Regions from separate parts of the Zea mays genome. Here region 1 is linked to region 2. The links are chromatin contacts, called in public Hi-C maps. All regions are on one chromosome and are shown on one strand. Each heading gives the region's core, a stretch centred on a gene start, on an enhancer-like site or on the middle of the called end of the contact. The rest is flanking DNA. Distances are from core to core; before and after follow the strand shown. Region 1 holds the start of LOC103653182 (cyclin-dependent protein kinase inhibitor SMR1). Region 2 holds the start of LOC100277246.

Region 1 (3,665 bases), core at 1,107-3,606, 300 kb before region 2:
GGGAGTCCCCCAGATCAAGGGGTTCACTATTCACCCCCTACAACATTGTGTTGTGGGGCCACGAGTAATTGTTAGTAGATAAAAATTGGTAGTAAATATATAAAATGATATTTTATAGTTGTAGTGGGGTATAGGGGAAGTATTTAGGGGGAACCGCTGCGGGAGATGAAAACATAGAGGATGAAATGTTGATGATGTGATAAAAAAGTGATATAGGGGAAAAAATTTAAAGGTAACGCTTGCGGATAGGTTACATGCAAGCACCGGTGCTGTCGGCCTCCTACCCGTTCGTGCTGCTGGTGCCGGCCTCTACTCTGCTGGGGCTACCTACCCGTTTGACCTGGGAGCCCTGCATTGATCGCCCGGGCTTCGTGGCCAAACCACCTGTCGGCCGGCCTGCAGAGGGTACAGAACTGCAGGCATGCCCCCGTCTGCTGACTCGTTACTGCTCCCTCCTAGTCCCAGGAGAAGCAGAGCAGGGTACATGCTAGAACTGGTTTGACAGCAGGAGGATTAGTTGTTAGGCTCTCTCCAACATAGTCGGTAAAGGCTTCTCTACCCTAAATATAGAGGATCAAACGGTCCTCTAACTTTAGACGACGCTGCTGATTCTCTATATCCATATGATTGGTTGGATGCGCAATCCGTACAAGGCTCGCGCAAGCCTATCTCTCCACAAACATAGCTTTTCTCCGTTTATGTGCATGCAACAAAAAAAGCGTTAATCTAGCCTATACACGGTCATCCATATGTAGCCTTCCAATCAAACGTTGGGGAGCAGTCAACACACGAATAGAGACTGGTTGCTGAGGAGCATTCAACCAATCATGTGGTATATGTATAGTTTTCTCTAAACAGTCTTCTATCCATTTAAATACTTTAAACAACCGGTTTAGCAAAACTAAAATATGTACAATACATTTGAGAGTATAAAAAAATACATATGTATAAAAATTTAAAAATAAAAAATGTCTCTGATATAGATATTTGCGTATAGAGGATATGATTTAGATGACGTTGTTGAAGAGAAATAAGATATAAATTTATAGAGGATGAAATCTTTTAGAAGAGATTGTAAAAAATAGATATAGGGGTCGTTGCTGGAAACAATCTTAGTCTTTGTGAGATCATCTAACCAAGTGGAGTATTATTTTTTATATATATACCGTAGCTAACAACCAATCCACTAGGGTTTTCTTTTTTTTAAAAAAAAAACAAGTAATTCACTAATCGGCGATTGCGTCTATCCAAACTAAACTACAGGCAATGCATATGCACATCACAGCACAACTTCGACCACCAATCACCTCTGCCATTGCCATCTGTCAACAGAACTGAAGAACAACACAAAACAAACCTGCTGCAACATACCTGTGCAGTGCCGCTGTGCCGGCCGGGACAAAAGTGCACAAAGTACCTGGCCTGCTCACGTTTCCCATCCATCCCCACCTTCCTTGCATGCTCCATGGATCCATCCATGACAAGCACACTTGTGCATGGTTTTGGCAAACTGTGAGCTTTAGTTTTATAATGACGAATATACTGAAACGGATCCATCCTCGGGAATTTTCTTCCATTAATTCTTCCCATTCATGATCCGTATGTAAATAAACAATAGCCTTGTCCAGTTCTACAGTTTTTACTCCTCCACGCAAATAATGAACCTAACCCACGATTTGTACGAGAACTCTGGATCTCGAGTCTGTAGTTTGTACCATGCCGGAAGGACAAACCAAGGTGTGCAAGAAACTCCCAAGACTGCGTTTTGACGCCATGGTCCTTGAAGGACGAGTGCACCACACGCGCGCGGCTGGCCTTTGGCGGAGTACAGGAGTGGATGCCTGCCGTCGTCGTCGTCCTGCACGTACGCCAGGTAGCTAGAACCCAATTGGAAGCGGCCGCTTGAGCCGCGGCGGCGCGGACCGGCCCGGCCGTCAGCCCGCCCGGATCCGCTTCTTGGGCGGCAGGGCGCGGAACACGGCGTTGAGGTCGCGCGGCACGGGGAAGAAGGCGCGGCGCGGCGCCGGGAACCTGCGCTTGGCGGGCGTCGACGGCGGCCGCGCAGGCTTCCTCGGCGCCGGCGGGCACTCGGACGGAGGCCGCAGCCTGCTCGCCTCCGACGTCGGCGTCGTGGGCTCCGGCTCCTGGGCCTCCGAGCCGTCCTCCTCCTGCTGCTTCTTCTCCGCACCCGGCTCCGGCGCCGCGGTCCTGATCGGCGGCAGCGCCGAGAGGACGTCGATGGCCGTGGAGCTCATCTGGCCGGCCGTAGAGAGGAGGAGGTAAGACGAGGGAGGGGCGGGCGGACAAGCTAAGGACAACGCATAGATAGAATGCAACAAGGCGGTAGCGGCTAGCGCCAAGCCGCCGAGGCTTTTAAATACTTGTCGGAGAGAGAGGCAGCCGATCGACTTTTCTGTGGGCCCGGCTTTATTGCAACCATCCACTTTGCTCCGTGTTAAAGATAGTGGATGGTTTTGGTAAACACGCAAAGAAGAAGGGGAAAAAACCTCTTTTGGCATCATTTCAATATAAGGGCCTGTTTGTTTACCCCCCAGATTATATAATCTGGATTAAATAATCCTAAGAGGCAAACAAACAGTCCAGCTTATTTGCCCAGATTATATAATCTAACCCCTTGGATTATGATAATCCATAAGCAAGTGAGGAGGTGCTTATTTCAGATTATTTTTTTCCCACTTCCCCACTACCCTTTCAAGTTTCCTAGAAATTACCCACCATTGTCATTATAATCCACCGAATCGTTTTTGCGCCTAGTACTAGTCAATTTGGAGATGAAGAAGGTGACATGAATGCCTTCCGTGATAATATTGCTAATGCAATATTTGCCAATGTCAATTGAATTATTTTTTTTTCATATATGAGTTTCAACCTAGTACAAATATAGAGGGTATTCTTGTCTTCCTCATACAAAAGAATCCTATTAACAACTCAAATAATCTGGGTAAACAAACAGGACTACTCAGATTATATAATCCAGATTATATAATCCTCCAAAAATAATCCAGATTATATAATTCATGGGGGTAAACAAACAGGCCCTAATTCCTTCGTTCCACAACAATTAATCACCATATAGCTAACAGGAATCATGATGATAAAACTCTAAAATAAAGCGTTGCCGCACTAAACCTATAAGGCAAGTTTTATAGTAGGACTGAAATTATGCGTTGATTATTGTACAGTGAGAGAGAACAGTACGTTTTTGTAGAAGTTTTTTAAAGTCATCCTCATAATGTAAAAAAAATTATCATACTGTGTGGTTGGTAGTGCTGTTTTTAAAAGCTGTCCTCGTCGTAAGGTAAAAAAAAGCAGAAATGTAATGCTAGTCATTAAGAAAAAAAAACTCTTACTTTACTCAGTGTTTTCTCTCTCTAGTTTGGAAACTCATTTTCTTAAACGATTTCTATTTTCCTGAAATATATTAGTTTATTTTTATTTAGAAAAATAGTAATTTCTTGTAAAAATGAAGTTAAAGTAAAGGAAAGAAAACGACAGTGGGCAAAATCTGCATGCGAGAATAAAATCCTTTGCATTCCCTTGTCTCATGCTCGGTGGGACGCCGTTCATGCAGATGCAGCGCCGCAACGCAACGAGCGCAAACGCCTCACGCCACGCGTGTGGGGTGGTGGTGCGCATGACATGAC
Region 2 (3,301 bases), core at 627-3,126:
AAGGGAAAAGCAGATGGCATATACACTTACAGTAGCACACGAAACTAAGAAGTTGACCACTGATTTTTTTCTTTAAAAAAGTCACTCAATATTCCATAGACAAGGAAGGTTTATGCGCTTACTGTATTAAGCTTTTCATTCAACTTTTCCACCTTGTTCTCTGCATCGTTGGCCCTAGATTCTAGTGCTGCTTTCTGACTACTTTGTGCTTGAATATCCTTTTTGAGCTTGTCAATCTAGAACAGGAAAAAAATAAAGAGAAATCATAAACACATTGCTAGCACGTTCCAAATGTTCATGAACTCTTATAGCCTATACCTGCTTCTCAAGTTCAACAGCCTTGGCATTGGCCTTGTTAGCCTGCTCCTCGGCAGCTAGAGATCCTTTTGCCTGTACTTAGATAAGCTCATAAGCATAAGTGCAAAGTTATTTGTAAGAATGTGCAAACTTCAAAACTAACTGTGGTGTTTTACCTGGAGAGAAGCAATCTCGCCCTGCATAGAGGTAATAGCCTTTGACTTCTCCGCAATGGCTTTCTCTAGGTTCACGATGACATCGTCCTTATTCTTCAGTTCGAGAGATCGCACTGCTATGTCTGACTCTGTAGCAAGAAAACAAACACAATAATGGTTCCCGTGGCCCGTGGGATATCAAAATTAGAATGAATCTGGTAGGCTAATAAAGAATCACAAAGTGGCGAAGTAAAGGAAATTGCTTTGCTTATGACAGGATCACAGGAATGATATCACGATGACAAGATACTACTATTTCCATGCCGTGGCATAGTTTGAGTTTACATTCTTCAATAGTACAGGCATCTTCAGAGAATTTACTGTTTTACTGCAATTAATATTGCTAGACTTCCCCAGCTACTCGATTCTAGTACACATCAATGAAGCAGGACCCCAAGCATTATGGCAGTGGATCAGCATCCATGGCAAAGGCACAACAGCTGCAATTACACACTGGCCCACCGCCCACTGACGTAATTGTAACAGTAGAGGTATATGTGAACTTTTGTAGCTTTTGTGTTAACGGCAATCAGAAACAAAGCTACTATGTAAACAGAAGAGGAAGCTTTGGGGGGGGGGGGGGGGGGGGGGTTGGCCCTAAAATAAGCAGTTGCCTCAAAAAGATAGAATTATCCAATTTTATACCAAAAAGGGAGAATTATGCAACCCACGGTCGATATCAGCACGAGAGAATCGAATACAATCTCGCAGCACCCCGCCAGCTACACGATCAATCGAGCACTGTCGCGCGCGCACCATCCAGACGACTAGAAGCAGGCAGAAGCTAAAACCCCAACAAGACAGATCCAGGTAGCTCACCAACCACCGCGAAACCGCGCCTCGCCGCAACGAATCGGGCCCTAAACCCCGGAGAGCTCACCGGACCGGCGTCAATCCAGTGAAACGGCACAAATTAACCTAGCTGCGCGGCATGAACTCGACGATTCCACCACCAACCCGTCCCAGGCCAAAACATCCAGACAGTAAAATCAAGCGCGCCACGTGGATTCAAACCTTGGGCACTGACCTAAGGCGGAGATCTTCGCCCGGAGCTGCTCCAGCTCGGCCCTGAGCGCCGCGGCCTCCGCAGCCTCCTCCACCCTGAGCGCCGCCGCGGCCTCCACCGCGCCGGCCACCGAGTCCGCCGCCACTACGGGCTCCTCGGCGGTCGCGCCGGCGACGGCGATCAGCAGCGCCAGAAGGAGCGCCAGGGGCCTCGAGATCCCCATCCCCGCGAGCCCCTCGCCAGCCACCAGCTCTTCTCTCCTCGTCGTCGGCGAGGCTAATCCAATCCTTGGTTCCAACGACGCGCACGTGGGGGTCAGGGGGACTCGCGAACTCGTGCGTGCTCGCGCTCGTGTGCCTGCCCGCCCGGTATCGTTTAGGAGACTCGCGTTCGCCGTGCAGATCATTTTGGTGACGCCGCGCGGGGGCGAGCGGGCAGGGGCACGTGACATGGTACGTGGCGCCGTGGCGGGGAGAGGGCCCACGTGGCGGATAGCTATTGGGTCCCGAGACGTGGGACACGTATGATCCTGGAGTCACGGCGCAGTGGGACCAGGGACGCCGCGCAGGTGTCAGGTGGCGTGACGGTATCGGCCGCGAGGCTCCGCTCGTGGTTTCCAACCAGCGAGCGTTGCCTTTTTGGTTGGTTTGCTCGGAGATGAGAAATTTAGTTGGACTTTTGCCATTGAAAAGATTGGGCTTTGCAAAATTGTCATCAAGTCTATATTTTATAAACTTAGATAGATCCACAAGTCAGAGACTTAGTGACAACTGACAATTATTAGCAAGGAGACAATCTTTGATGGGTGTTTGGGAGGGCTATTTCTCAAGAGCTTCGTGAGACAAATATTTTATGGCTTATCTAGAAAAATAGTTTATCTTATACTCTCTTCATATTAAAATAGTAGTCGTTTTAACTCTATAGTTTTATGTTCATATTCATATGAATGATTATAAACCTATATATAGAACACCTATATTAATTATTGTATGAATCTAGAAAAAATGTAAAACGGATTTTAATTTGGGACGCAGTGATTATATGTTTTGGGGACTTTTTTAAGGAGTTAAAGTATCTCCAAGTGTAAGTCTCATATTTGGGCTCTATAATTTAATTTAGTTACCCATTTAATTTTTTAAGGTCCAAACTAAAAGCCAGTTTCCAATCAATGAGCTTTAAACATCCACATCCTGTAGTTTGCAAGCACCTCAGGTTTTGGGTACTTTGATGCCAGCCTTCGACTGTCATTGCTCCTCCCACGTTCGGTCTTTTTTCGCGTCGTCAATCACTTTTGCTACACCTTCGCACGTCTTCGCTCTTCACATACTCGCCTTTTTCTTTTCCGCGGGTAAGTCCACCTCTATTATCTTGTTCGGGTTGATCCAATGGAGCGCGACTGGTAGGGAGGCTCCGATCCATAGAACATTTATGGGAGCATCAAGGTAATGGAGCGTGACTGACAGTAATTTAAACAGATTACTGTTTTTGAGTTATATTTTGTTTCAGTCAGCTTTTTGTTCCCTAAATAATCTGTGATGATGTAATGATCTTTTCCAAATACATCGTGACATATGAACAATACTAACCAGCCAGTAATGTTTCACAGAGACTGTTGCTTAATTCAACCAAAGTTACTTGCCCACATGATAAATCTGGATATTGTCAGGTAGCCGCTAGAAAACAAAAAAGGGAGGTGATATTTAGTTTCAACCGTGTGCATATGGAGGGTCAATAAACTTCCACGACGTTAAGCAAATCAGGAGGAGGGGAGCAGGGAGATAGA

What was found. A called contact is a pair of places that touch in the nucleus more often than the background predicts.
Region 1: a Hi-C map of tassel shows a contact between it and region 2, with 4 times the contacts expected there. The contact joins the promoter of LOC103653182 here to the promoter of LOC100277246 in region 2. A contact is called at or near these places in 2 of 25 Hi-C or Micro-C datasets (bundle sheath and tassel).

What each region holds. Positions count from the first base shown.
Region 1 is chr4:44,320,703-44,324,367 of Zm-B73-REFERENCE-NAM-5.0, reverse strand. It overlaps LOC103653182 (cyclin-dependent protein kinase inhibitor SMR1), which reads right to left and starts at 2,356. Exons shown (of 1, transcript XM_008680144.3): 1 at 1,501-2,356. The coding sequence starts at 2,255. The coding sequence ends at 1,935.
Region 2 is chr4:44,015,898-44,019,198 of Zm-B73-REFERENCE-NAM-5.0, reverse strand. LOC100277246 reads right to left here and starts at 1,876. Exons shown (of 13, transcript NM_001150871.2): 1 at 1,540-1,876; 2 at 474-601; 3 at 319-390; 4 at 123-236. The coding sequence starts at 1,741.